Linked DNA regions of Mus musculus: region 1 is linked to region 2. Evidence: chromatin contacts called from public HiCAR-type data. All regions are on one chromosome and are shown on one strand. The core of a region is the stretch at or near the end of the contact, and the rest is flanking DNA. Distances in the headings are between cores, read along the strand shown.

The links. HiCAR-type assays count read pairs that join an accessible place to other places.
Region 1: a contact with region 2 is called in a HiCAR-type map of kidney, with 4 times the contacts expected there. The contact joins two enhancer-like sites. A contact is called at or near these places in 3 of 115 datasets of contacts at active chromatin or transcription factors (astrocytes, kidney and neural progenitor cells) and 1 of 9 other capture datasets (embryonic stem cells).

What each region holds. Positions count from the first base shown.
Region 1 is chr16:25,874,954-25,880,226 of GRCm38.p6, forward strand. The region is part of intron 10 of Trp63 (transformation related protein 63); the gene reads left to right. Among named protein-coding and RNA genes, the nearest start is that of Gm24928, 170 kb to the left of the region's middle. Within about 2 kb of position 2,663, at least 10 of the 459 cell types and tissues checked have an H3K27ac peak or open chromatin away from gene starts, as enhancers often do. A contact at or near this core is called in kidney, where this site is marked.
Region 2 is chr16:25,530,561-25,535,625 of GRCm38.p6, forward strand. No RefSeq gene overlaps it. Among named protein-coding and RNA genes, the nearest start is that of Trp63, 150 kb to the right of the region's middle. Within about 2 kb of position 2,506, at least 85 of the 459 cell types and tissues checked have an H3K27ac peak or open chromatin away from gene starts, as enhancers often do. A contact at or near this core is called in kidney, where this site is marked.

The sequences.
Region 1 (5,273 bases), core at 1,413-3,912, 340 kb after region 2:
GTAACAGAAGCCAGATGATGCTGTGTCTGAGAAGCATCTTCAAGAGTGCTTCTAGCCTCTCACTCAAGACAGGGAAAACCAAGCAAGCCCACACAGCAGCTAAGGGTAGAACACCTTTAGAACCAAAGCTCTTTGCCAGGCTCATGAATGTAAGGAGATGGTGTTTTCAAGATTATTGATGAATTTAGGAGAGAGTAAAAGGTGCAGATATCCAAACTGATATAAATCAAAAATGTACTTCTAAATTAGATTGTAAGGTCACCCATTTTCATAAAGTTTGTTGGAACTTTCTAGCTCTATAGACTTGGAAACAACAGCAACGAACAGCCTGATAATCTCATGGCATTCACGCCAACAACTATAATAAAAATCTGAATTTTTAGAGTTGACACAGGGCTACTTTTGAACTCCACAGCCGGATTATTACATGTTCAGGACAGAGGTTTACTAGCTCTGAATCAGTGATGTCAAAGAACCTCAAAGGTTCATTAAATTCTATTAAGTCATTTCTCCAAATGAGAATATCTCCTTGTAGAACTGTCCTTGATTCTAGGTCTGAAAGTTTGAACCCGTAGGGTGTATATAATCCTGCCTTCACTGGAACACTGATGTGATCAATTGTGATCAATTGTGATCAATTGTGATGTGGCAATTGTATGAGGCTTTACTATCAGATACAATCCATCCAAGCTTTAAACTTTCAAGCAAAGAAACCTGAAAGCCGAAGCTCTCTTAGGAATAACTTGCTTCCCCCATGATGTGTGTTCAGGCATTATATACATATAAAGATACCAATTCTCACTGCAGTTTGAGTGTGGAAATGTCTTTGTTCCTTTGAAGGTACTAAACAAATAGGATTCAAAAAGCCAGTCTGGGAAACTGTTCCCAAACTGTTCACCAGGTTGCATAACCTTTAGCCAAATAAAAGGGCTTATTCTTGGCATCCCATGGCATAATTGATTTCTTAATTATGCAAAAGTTGCTTTCATGAGTTTGATATATGCATTTATAGGCCAAGTTTGTGACTGAGAGGATTAAGGTATTTACCACCTCAATCTGGGCACACTCAAAATGCTCATTAATAGTTCTTTCCAGATGCACGATGACGCAGCCCCTAACACTGATAAGATCATATTTCTTCAGACTTCAGAGTTTGGCTAGACAGACCAGTAATGAGGTATAATAATTGGGTATGTGACATTTTTACAGAGGATCAAAGTTTATTCTTGTTTTTGCATTCCCTTTGTCAATTAATTGAGTCCAGTATACCCATGCCAAGCCCTACACTAAACACTGGACCTGCCTGTCACCATAATCCTCAAGTGAGTCACCTTGTATTAAGAAATGGAGATGACTGGGCCCCCAGCTAACCCTTAGACAGGACCTGGGAAAGTGTATTTTGAAAAATATGATTCTGATGTAGTCTGCTGATTAGCTGCCCTTTGCTTTGCCTTGCATCTTTTTTTTACATAAATTGAGAATAGAACATTCTAGATGGTTTTAGAGGAGGATTTTAAAAGGAAAGGATTTTTAAAAAATAAATGGCTTTTCCGATTCCCTGCTCCATCTGCACTATGATCATGAAGGTAGGAGATGGGTGTGTTTCTGTGTTCATTGGATGTGGATTCCTGAGTCCTAAGCCTTCATTCTCTTTCTCTGGTTCCTCTCTACAGTCTCCTTTCAGCCTGCTTCAGGAATGAGCTTGTGGAGCCCCGGGGAGAAGCTCCGACACAGTCTGACGTCTTCTTTAGACATTCCAACCCCCCAAACCACTCCGTGTACCCATAGGTCCCCAGCTATGTGTTTGAGTTCATGTGCTTGTTGTGTTTCTGTGTGCGTTTGTGTATATGCACATGCGTGTTAGTGTTTCCAGCCCTCACAAACAGGACTTGAAGACATTTTGGCTCAGAGACCCAGCTGCTCAAAGGCACACATCCACTAGTGAGAGAATCTTTGAAGGGACTCAAAATTTTACAAAGCAGAGATGCTTTCTGCACATTTTGTATCTTTAGATCCTGCCTTGGTTGGACGGGAGCCGCGACTGTGCTTGTCTGTGAGCTTTCTATTGTTTTCCCAGGAGGGAGGGGGAATCCATTGGGAAAGAGGCATTGCAAAGTTTATTGGAAACCTTTTCTGTTACCTCCTGTTGTGTTTCTAAAACTCATAATAAAGCTTTTGAGCAGGTCTCAAACTTTAGGTGTATTTTTAAGAAAATAAGAAAAAAAAATCTGTCATTGCCTGTGCCTAAGCAAGTTGTGTTGACCGAGAGACTTAGGCCTTCTTAATGCTGGAGTTACATTGTCTTCCTACATGAGGAGAAAGTCCACTAAGGCTTTTCCAGGTCTGATCTCTGCCACTGTATGTTAGCATCTGCTATGATAGTCTTCCTTGCATCGAGTCCTACTCCCCCATACAGTTGTTTAGGTGCCAACGCTGGTAAGCTACTTTTGTGGTGTTAATGGGAGATGAAACTACCAGGCAAATATTGCCCCCGGTATTTGCTTACCATTATTCAGTGCTGGGAGAGTTCAAAGTCTCCTCACCAAATCTATGATTAATGGGTTTAATTGGAGCTGCTAGCTCGAAACCCTGCCTACCATAAAACCAACCAGATTTCTCATTAATGTCCACGTGCATTAACTGGCAGGCCTCCTCTCTGAGCAAATGATGTCTAAGCACACAGGTGTTAAAAATCAACACTTCTGGCTACAGATTACATGGAGAGAGCTAAGTTCTCTTTCCTTTTAAAGTAGTTTCCAAACTCAAAAAGAACTGACTGAATCCCTGTTTCCTTCTTCATCATCCCTGCCCCGTCCTGCGCCAACTAGGTCACCAGTGCTTTGTTCTCTGTCACCAAGACAACGATTTCTTATGATTGAGGCTGCTGCTTTGTGGATGTGTGGTTTTAATTTTCAATAAACTTTTGCATCTTGGTTTATCTTGTAGTTTTTGTTTCTGTCTCTCTTGTTTCCCCAATTAGAGTATAGTCCCAGTGCTGCAAGTGCTCCGAGTGGGTCTACAAAAGAAGAGGGAGAGGGCCGTCACTGTGGCCCTCTTCCCATTTCTCCTGGGATTTTATTTAAGATACTATATCCCAGGTTAACATTCTGAAGGTTAGCTATGCCTTGAAATTCACAAATGAATTTCAAACAGATTTTAACCCTGTGCATGATTAAATCCTAAGGTGCCAAAAGACATCTGAACAAGTCTTGAGTTTTGTTTCAAAGCACTAAATTTACTATATTAAGTTTTGGCTAAGTCCCAATTTATTAGATAATTAGATTTAGGTGCCATAGACTTTAGAAAACATTTGACCAGAGTGGGACCAAAATCCAAAGTTTTTTGGTTTAAATTTTTGTGTACTCTGAACTTTGTATCAATGTAGTTAATATTTCAAAGGAAGTTTTTCTAAATGCACCAAAGCAAGTAACAGATTAAAAACACAAGACAAAAGTATCTTGACATGAGATTAAAGTGTATTGGTAAATGGGGATGCCTCTGCTATATTTCAGTTAGTAAATTTAAGTACTTGGGGAAAGGGCTTCAGTTAGTAAAGCCACAAGTACTTGGGGAAAGGGCTTAGATTTTTGACCTTTCTTTCAGAACTATTTTTCTCCTTTAGCCTATTGTCATGTAAAATTTTCATGTACTCCTAGTAACCTTTATATGCATGTTTATATTTAAAATGATAGAATATATTTTGATATTTTGGTTGGCCTTCTAAAGACCTCTTAGTGCCCTTGGTTTTTGGAAGCAAGGTTACCCAACATTCAGGCCACAGAGAACTAGCTATTGGGAAATGCTTAGAAGAGGTATAATTATTTTTCTACATCTTTCTTTTAGCCCTCTTTAATATTCAGGATGTCCATCTTCAAAATTCCTATTTCCACATTCAGCATTCTAGAAATGGCTTGGAAAATACATTCGTCCAATGTGTCACCAAATTTCAGCTAAGCGTTTTAATTAGTAAAGTGAAAAGAATTAAATCAAGAAAAAGGGGGCAGTAAGCTTTTGGACAGCCATAGATAGAAGCTGGCACTTATCATGAAGATTGTCCTTCCCAGCACAGCCGTGAGAGGTAGAAGCAAGTTGCCTAATTTCTAATTTCAGATCATTTAAAGCAACATCTTACTTTCAGCAAAGCATACAGAAGTTTGTGGTTTTACTGTTAAGAACTAAGAATGGTGGACTGGGAACAATCGAAGTTGGTGGTTGAGAATTTGAAAGCACATTTAAGGACTTAGGTTCAATCTGCACCACTGAAAACCAAGTGGAAGAAAACAACAGCAAACGGCCTGTCTTGTCTTTACTAATAATACTTTCCCTTGAGACTAGAACTATAGGAGACTTACCTGTTTGTATCTCTACATTTCTCAGTTCCTAGCAAACTCTATGGAAGTAAGTCTCTACAGAAATGCCCTCCAATGGAAACCACAATACATTTTCCTGCAAAAAGCTGTTGTTACCACATTTTTGGTTATTTGACCTCTGGTTGGGGTGAGTGACAAGGACAGAGGGACAAGTGAAGAAGTCAATCAACATGGCATAGCCTCTGTTTTTGTTTTTATTTAGTCTGCTAAATTTGGGGGGGTCTGTTTACTGACTTTGCACTTGTTATAGCCAAGGAGTTGACTATTTTTCAGGACCTTTAAATGGGATGTGACTTTATTCAGGATCATGTTTTTTTCCTAAGTGTGTGATGGCTGTCCATTTCAGACACTGTAGCGTTAGTAATGATCACAGTATCATGACCTTTGCCTTTGTGCCTGTAAGACTCACTTTTGTGTTCTAATATGTGCATTCAAGATTTATGACACTTTTGACATGATCCCAAACTATGTTTTATACTGACTCAAGTAAGAATCTGTGTCAACTCTGTCCACTTCTTCCTATAACTTCATAAGTCGGTATCGTCCATTCCCTTTATTAGATACTAGAGCATATATTGACCATTTAGGTCTGTAAGGGAAGAGGAAAGGACCAAGATTCTTAGGTGTTTATAAGACACTGGACATTGTCAAGGACTTGCACATGATCTCCTTCAGACTTCATAGACACGCTTGCAGAGCCCGAGGCTTGCCAGAAGAAAATGAGGCTCGGGTGATACTAGCATCAAATCCAGTCACTTTATACACTCAGCTCCCATCTAGTATAGAACAAATATTTTGATTGGCTCCAAAATTTGCATTCCTTCTCTGCTCATGGTTGCTTCTACCTCTCTTCCCAAATTTACATTGATTATAGTGAAAAATAATAGTAGCTAACAAGGTAGT
Region 2 (5,065 bases), core at 1,256-3,755:
TTCACATTGCCATGAACCAGTTTTACTATGAAAGTTAGTCAAGTGTAGCCATGCTATAGATAGCAGTTGCTTAGATGAAATCAAAGAAGGAAACCTACCTACAACATCTAAGGTAGCTGTGGAATTCTGTCTTTCTCCACTATGACTGATTTTATTTGAGATGTTCCTCTGTCATGTCACTGTACCCACGTTGCTATTGAGGTTTGTGTGTGTGTGTGTGTGTGTGTGTGTGTGTGTGTTGCACTCCCCAGTGGTACACATTGACAGGCAAGCCAGCATGAGAAATATAATACCAGAAATGTGCTTCCACACATGAATGCGAAACTTAAAAGGAGCTTGACAGAGCTGCTTCGCCACTGATCGGCCCATTTTCTCTCAAACTGGCTGAGTGTTGTTGATACTTTTCGTTTCGGTGTATCTCAGTTGCCTCTTATCCACCAATGATGAAGTCCTCGAGCAAAGGAGAGTCCTCATTTCTGAGAGTCTACCAGAAGTATAGAACTGATCAAATTAGGTAATATAATATGAGTGCCTTACCCTAGGAGGAAACTACAATAGCCTGTGGTGATCAGAAAATGAACAGATATGTAGCCTAGTCAATATGTAATGGGAGAGCTCTCATTTAAGTTGTATTGGTGAAAATGGAGTTATGTTTGAATGAAACATGGAGAACTAGGATAGCAGCACTAAGTTATCAAGGTTTGAAAGGCATGTGTGTATGTGGGGGCAGGTTTGCATAAATAACATAGTCCACAAAGTGGGAAAACAATATACCCAGGCTGGTTGATGAAGTCAGATTACAGAGCGCCTTGGGCCCCGGTGTTTAAACAGAGAGACGGGTGAGAGGCAACAAGAGCCAGAGTGTGTCTGAACTTCAGGAATGTCAAGTGAATAGAAAGGAGCACAAGCCTATGAAATAGTCCAGAGAGTAGATAATAAAGGATGCCAGGTATTGTGGAACACACTTTTAATCCCAGCATTTAGGAGGTAAAAGCATTTGGAACTGAAGGTCTACCTTACATATACAGTGAGTTCAAGGTCAGCCTAAGCTCCACAAGAGCCTGTTTCTTCCCAAGTCAATGAAAAAATGTTAATGTCTATGTCCAAGTACATGATATAATTTACTTAGAGATATAAATTTCATTGGGTTATATCTACCACAGGAGCAGGATGTCTCAGACTTTGTCATTGATCAGCTGTAGGAGTCATGAAGGGAAAACAGGATGATAGAGTCAAGTTATAAAGGCATGTAGCCTGACTTAGAAAGCCACAGAGGTCATTGTGATCTGAGGTGTGGGTCTAGTTGACCTTCATGGATACAGCTGAGAGTTAATTAAACTAGCAAGACACGAGCTGCAACTCCAACTCTGTGTTTTCTTTCTGAGTTGATGATTCACTGTTGCTATTGAGAGGTGAGTTGGGCCATGGGTGAACAGGAGCAGTCGGCAGTGAAGACTGAAGGGCAAAGAAGCAGGAAGATTTCCTTGAACTCTGCTTGCACTGAAAACCCTGAGCAGAAGCCCAAACTTGTGGCTTTCTTGGATCTCTTCAGATCAGAGAGCTGCCCATTCCAAAGCCACAGCACTTCTTTTGCGTCTCAGTTACACCACAGGCATCTGACTCATAGGATAGTCAGCCATAGAGGTCAGTCCTGCCTTAAAGCAAGTCTGGAGTGGAGCACTCCTCGGCTTCAGTTTACCTTCTGTTTAAATAGGTCTTGGTCATGGCACTGTTACATTGAAAGGGTGGGCTTATCTTTGTGTTGTATATAATCAATCCTTTATGAACTATAAACCCATAGATCATTATTGCCCTTATTGTAGAGAGTGCAAAGAATAAGTGTATATAAGGGAACAGGTCCCTCAAAAAGAAGAACCGTTCTCAGAACGAGCCGAACGAAGCTTTTAGAGGTTACAGACACAGTGTCCAGGTCAAACCTCCGACTTCCTATTAAGCCTTTATTCCTTTTTACCATCCAAATTAATTACTTCCTTACGCTTCATATTTTAAACAACCTCAAAAATGATATACTATCTGGTAGAGGAAGGTCCTATTTCTTTCCTTTCAGTTTTAAATCCAGGTTTAAAGACCCTTTGGAAAACTTGGCAGCCACTTTGGAAATGGGCGTGAGCTTACAGGACAGCATCAAGGCTGAATTCAGTACAAGAGCACTGAGCTGTTTCATTTGCTGAAGCTTCTGGTAGGTGTTCTAAGAGATCAAGTGTTAAATCAGGGGGTCCCTGTCTGCTGGCACTGCCCAGTTCCAGACAGGGAAAAAGACAGTCAAACAACTAGGGCAAAACCAAATGAGATTAAGAAGACATTTTCGGCTTCATTCACTTTCTGGATGAATAAAATACTGGGCCTCCAGAGTTTGGCAGCCCTCATGACATGTTAGGAGAGAAGAAAAGAGAGCTACTTCTAAATGGGCCATTTCCCCATAGTGCCAGTGAGCTTAGAAACTTTACAAAGAAAAATGGGACAAGTCTTTCTCACTCTCATTAAGCACCCTCAAACACCAGTAGCCTTAACAGGAGACTCCAGGAGAGGCAGATGGAAGTGCCCTGACCCAGCACACTCAGGACAAGAAACTGCAGGGATTGGGGGTCATTGCCAAGTGGTGAGATGAACCTGATAGGGTTCCTAAATAACAGCATGCCCTCAGCTGCAGGCCTGACTTCATGCTATTCCAGTCGTGTGACCTGTCTCCTCCAGGGATCTAAGATAACACTTATCACAGCCGGCTTTGGGATCCGGTTGCTTGAATGTGTCCCTGCTTTCAGCACTGAATATGAGAGCAATGACCATGACTTACTCAACTCTGTGCCCCAGAACACTTGGCATCAGCCCTGGTCCTCGGCAGATGCCCAGAAAGTGTGCAGAGCTGGTTGGAATTTTGGCAGGGCTTCCTGCTTCTCATGGGTAAACCCCATGGGTCTTCTTGTCTGATTTGCAAAGGATAAAACATTTCATTTATTAGAAAACTGGGATCTGATTTTTGAGACCCTGATTCTAAAAGAAAATAGAACTGGATTTTCCTTTCCATACAACCCTGTCCACAGGACCCTGACAAGTCTATTTCCATTCCATGCTCAGTTTTCTATGGGTGGTTAGAGAGATTAATATATAAGAATCTCTCAGTTCTAGACCTTTCTTTATATTATTTTGCATTGTAAGTTCAAAATTAAAACCCCACTACCCAATTTTCCTTTCTTCCCTCTGATCCTTGACATGATGGCATTATATCATGTTCTAAATTTATACAGAATTATTAAAAAGATATCATAGTGGAAAAGAGCAAGCCTGACACTGTTGTCATCATCCCTTCACGGGTTGCCACCTTCCAACCACTGGATAAAGCGTCTTTTATAAGTAGCAGGACATTTTTTTTTCTCCCAATCCATTGAAATATTTTTAAGACTTAAAGCTTTTAACTACTGTGTTCTGGGACAGTTTCACACAAGTACATATGTGTACTGGCTTCTGTCATCTTTTATTCTTTCCCATCTCTTTTCTTCCTTTATCTACTTCTGATCTTCTCTAGAAATCTATATTTTTTACATCTATGTCTATTTATCTTGTTTCGTGACTCACTGAATTTAAGCATGGATTTCTGTGTCACCATGTGCATGCAGATGTCTTTGGGAGCTGGGGCGGGGCCTAGGGGCTGGCTCAAGTGGGTCCATTTTGCCTGGCTATTTGGTTTCGAAATTTACAGGTTCACAGAGGTGTAAGACAAATGTTGGTTTCTTTCCTCCAGCAACTGCAGAGTATGAAAAGTAGACAGCAAGGAGAAAGCATCCAATCCAGCCTCAGCTTCTTTTCTTTACTACAACTGAGATGTCTGGTGTCTTCAGGAACAAGCTATTATCCTCAAGTTCTGGTGGGCCACCAAGAGGCCAACAGTATAATGGAATTATCATTATATATATATTTCCATATGAGCACAAGAGCTTGTATTTACATTTCCATATGAGCACAAGAGCTTGTATTTATATTTTTGATGGTCAGAGAAAAAATGTCAACTTAAGGATGTTAGGAAATTCTTAAACTATCTCAGAAAGAAGCTGTGTAGAGGCAAATACCAATTTAGACTAATACTATTTATTTACTCTCCCTGGGAAATATGACTAATAACACTTTATAACATTTACAGAAAATGAAAATGGAAAACAGAAAACAATTGAAATTTTCAGAGCTAAACAAACGTAAAAAAAATGTCATACTATGAAATAACTATGAAATGAAACTACTGAGAGAACCCTGCTATAAAAGATGAAATGGACATGTGTTTATCTCATTGATTAAAGACTTAGTCTTATTTGGGCACATCGCTTTACCACATTGCACAGCTAGACTTAATTAATAGTCACATTATTAAGTTGTGCATCTCATCAGTTCAGTCAGGTTTAGCCACTTGAAGGATTAGAGCCACTAGGATACAAAAGACAATTTACATACTATTCCTTGCTTAGTCATTGATTATTAAATCAACACGACTTTGTAAGTGGTGGTCTTCACAAATGTCATTAAAACCTGTGTGTTCTCATGTATGGTGTGAAAAGATTGAAAAAAATCTGTTACAATTCAACCTGCAAATATTATCAGAAACAATCATCACATGAAAACATTTTGAGCATTATTACTCCTGCACTAATACATCATATGACATAGTAATGTTTTGGAAATACGTGAATATACTATCTCTTTTAGACTTATCTATAGCTGAATTTCACCTACTCAGCCCAGGGCATCAGAGACAGGAACCACAACTGTGACTGTTCTAATAGGAATGCAGAAAGAAAGTTAATTTTGATTCTGATGAGCAAAACTGGCACTTTATGGTCACAGGAAGATAATCAAATTAAAATAAGACTGGTTAACAAAGAGACAAGGGCCCTCAATTCTCCCATCCTCTGATTTAACAATGTCTGACTGATTTGGCTGTAGCATTTTGTAAAAAGTGAACACTGACCTCCCAGGAAGAGAAGGAGGGCAGAGCCTACTTTGTCCAGCTCATTAACTGTGAGATGGAGAACAGGTGAGATCAGATATCAAACTTTAC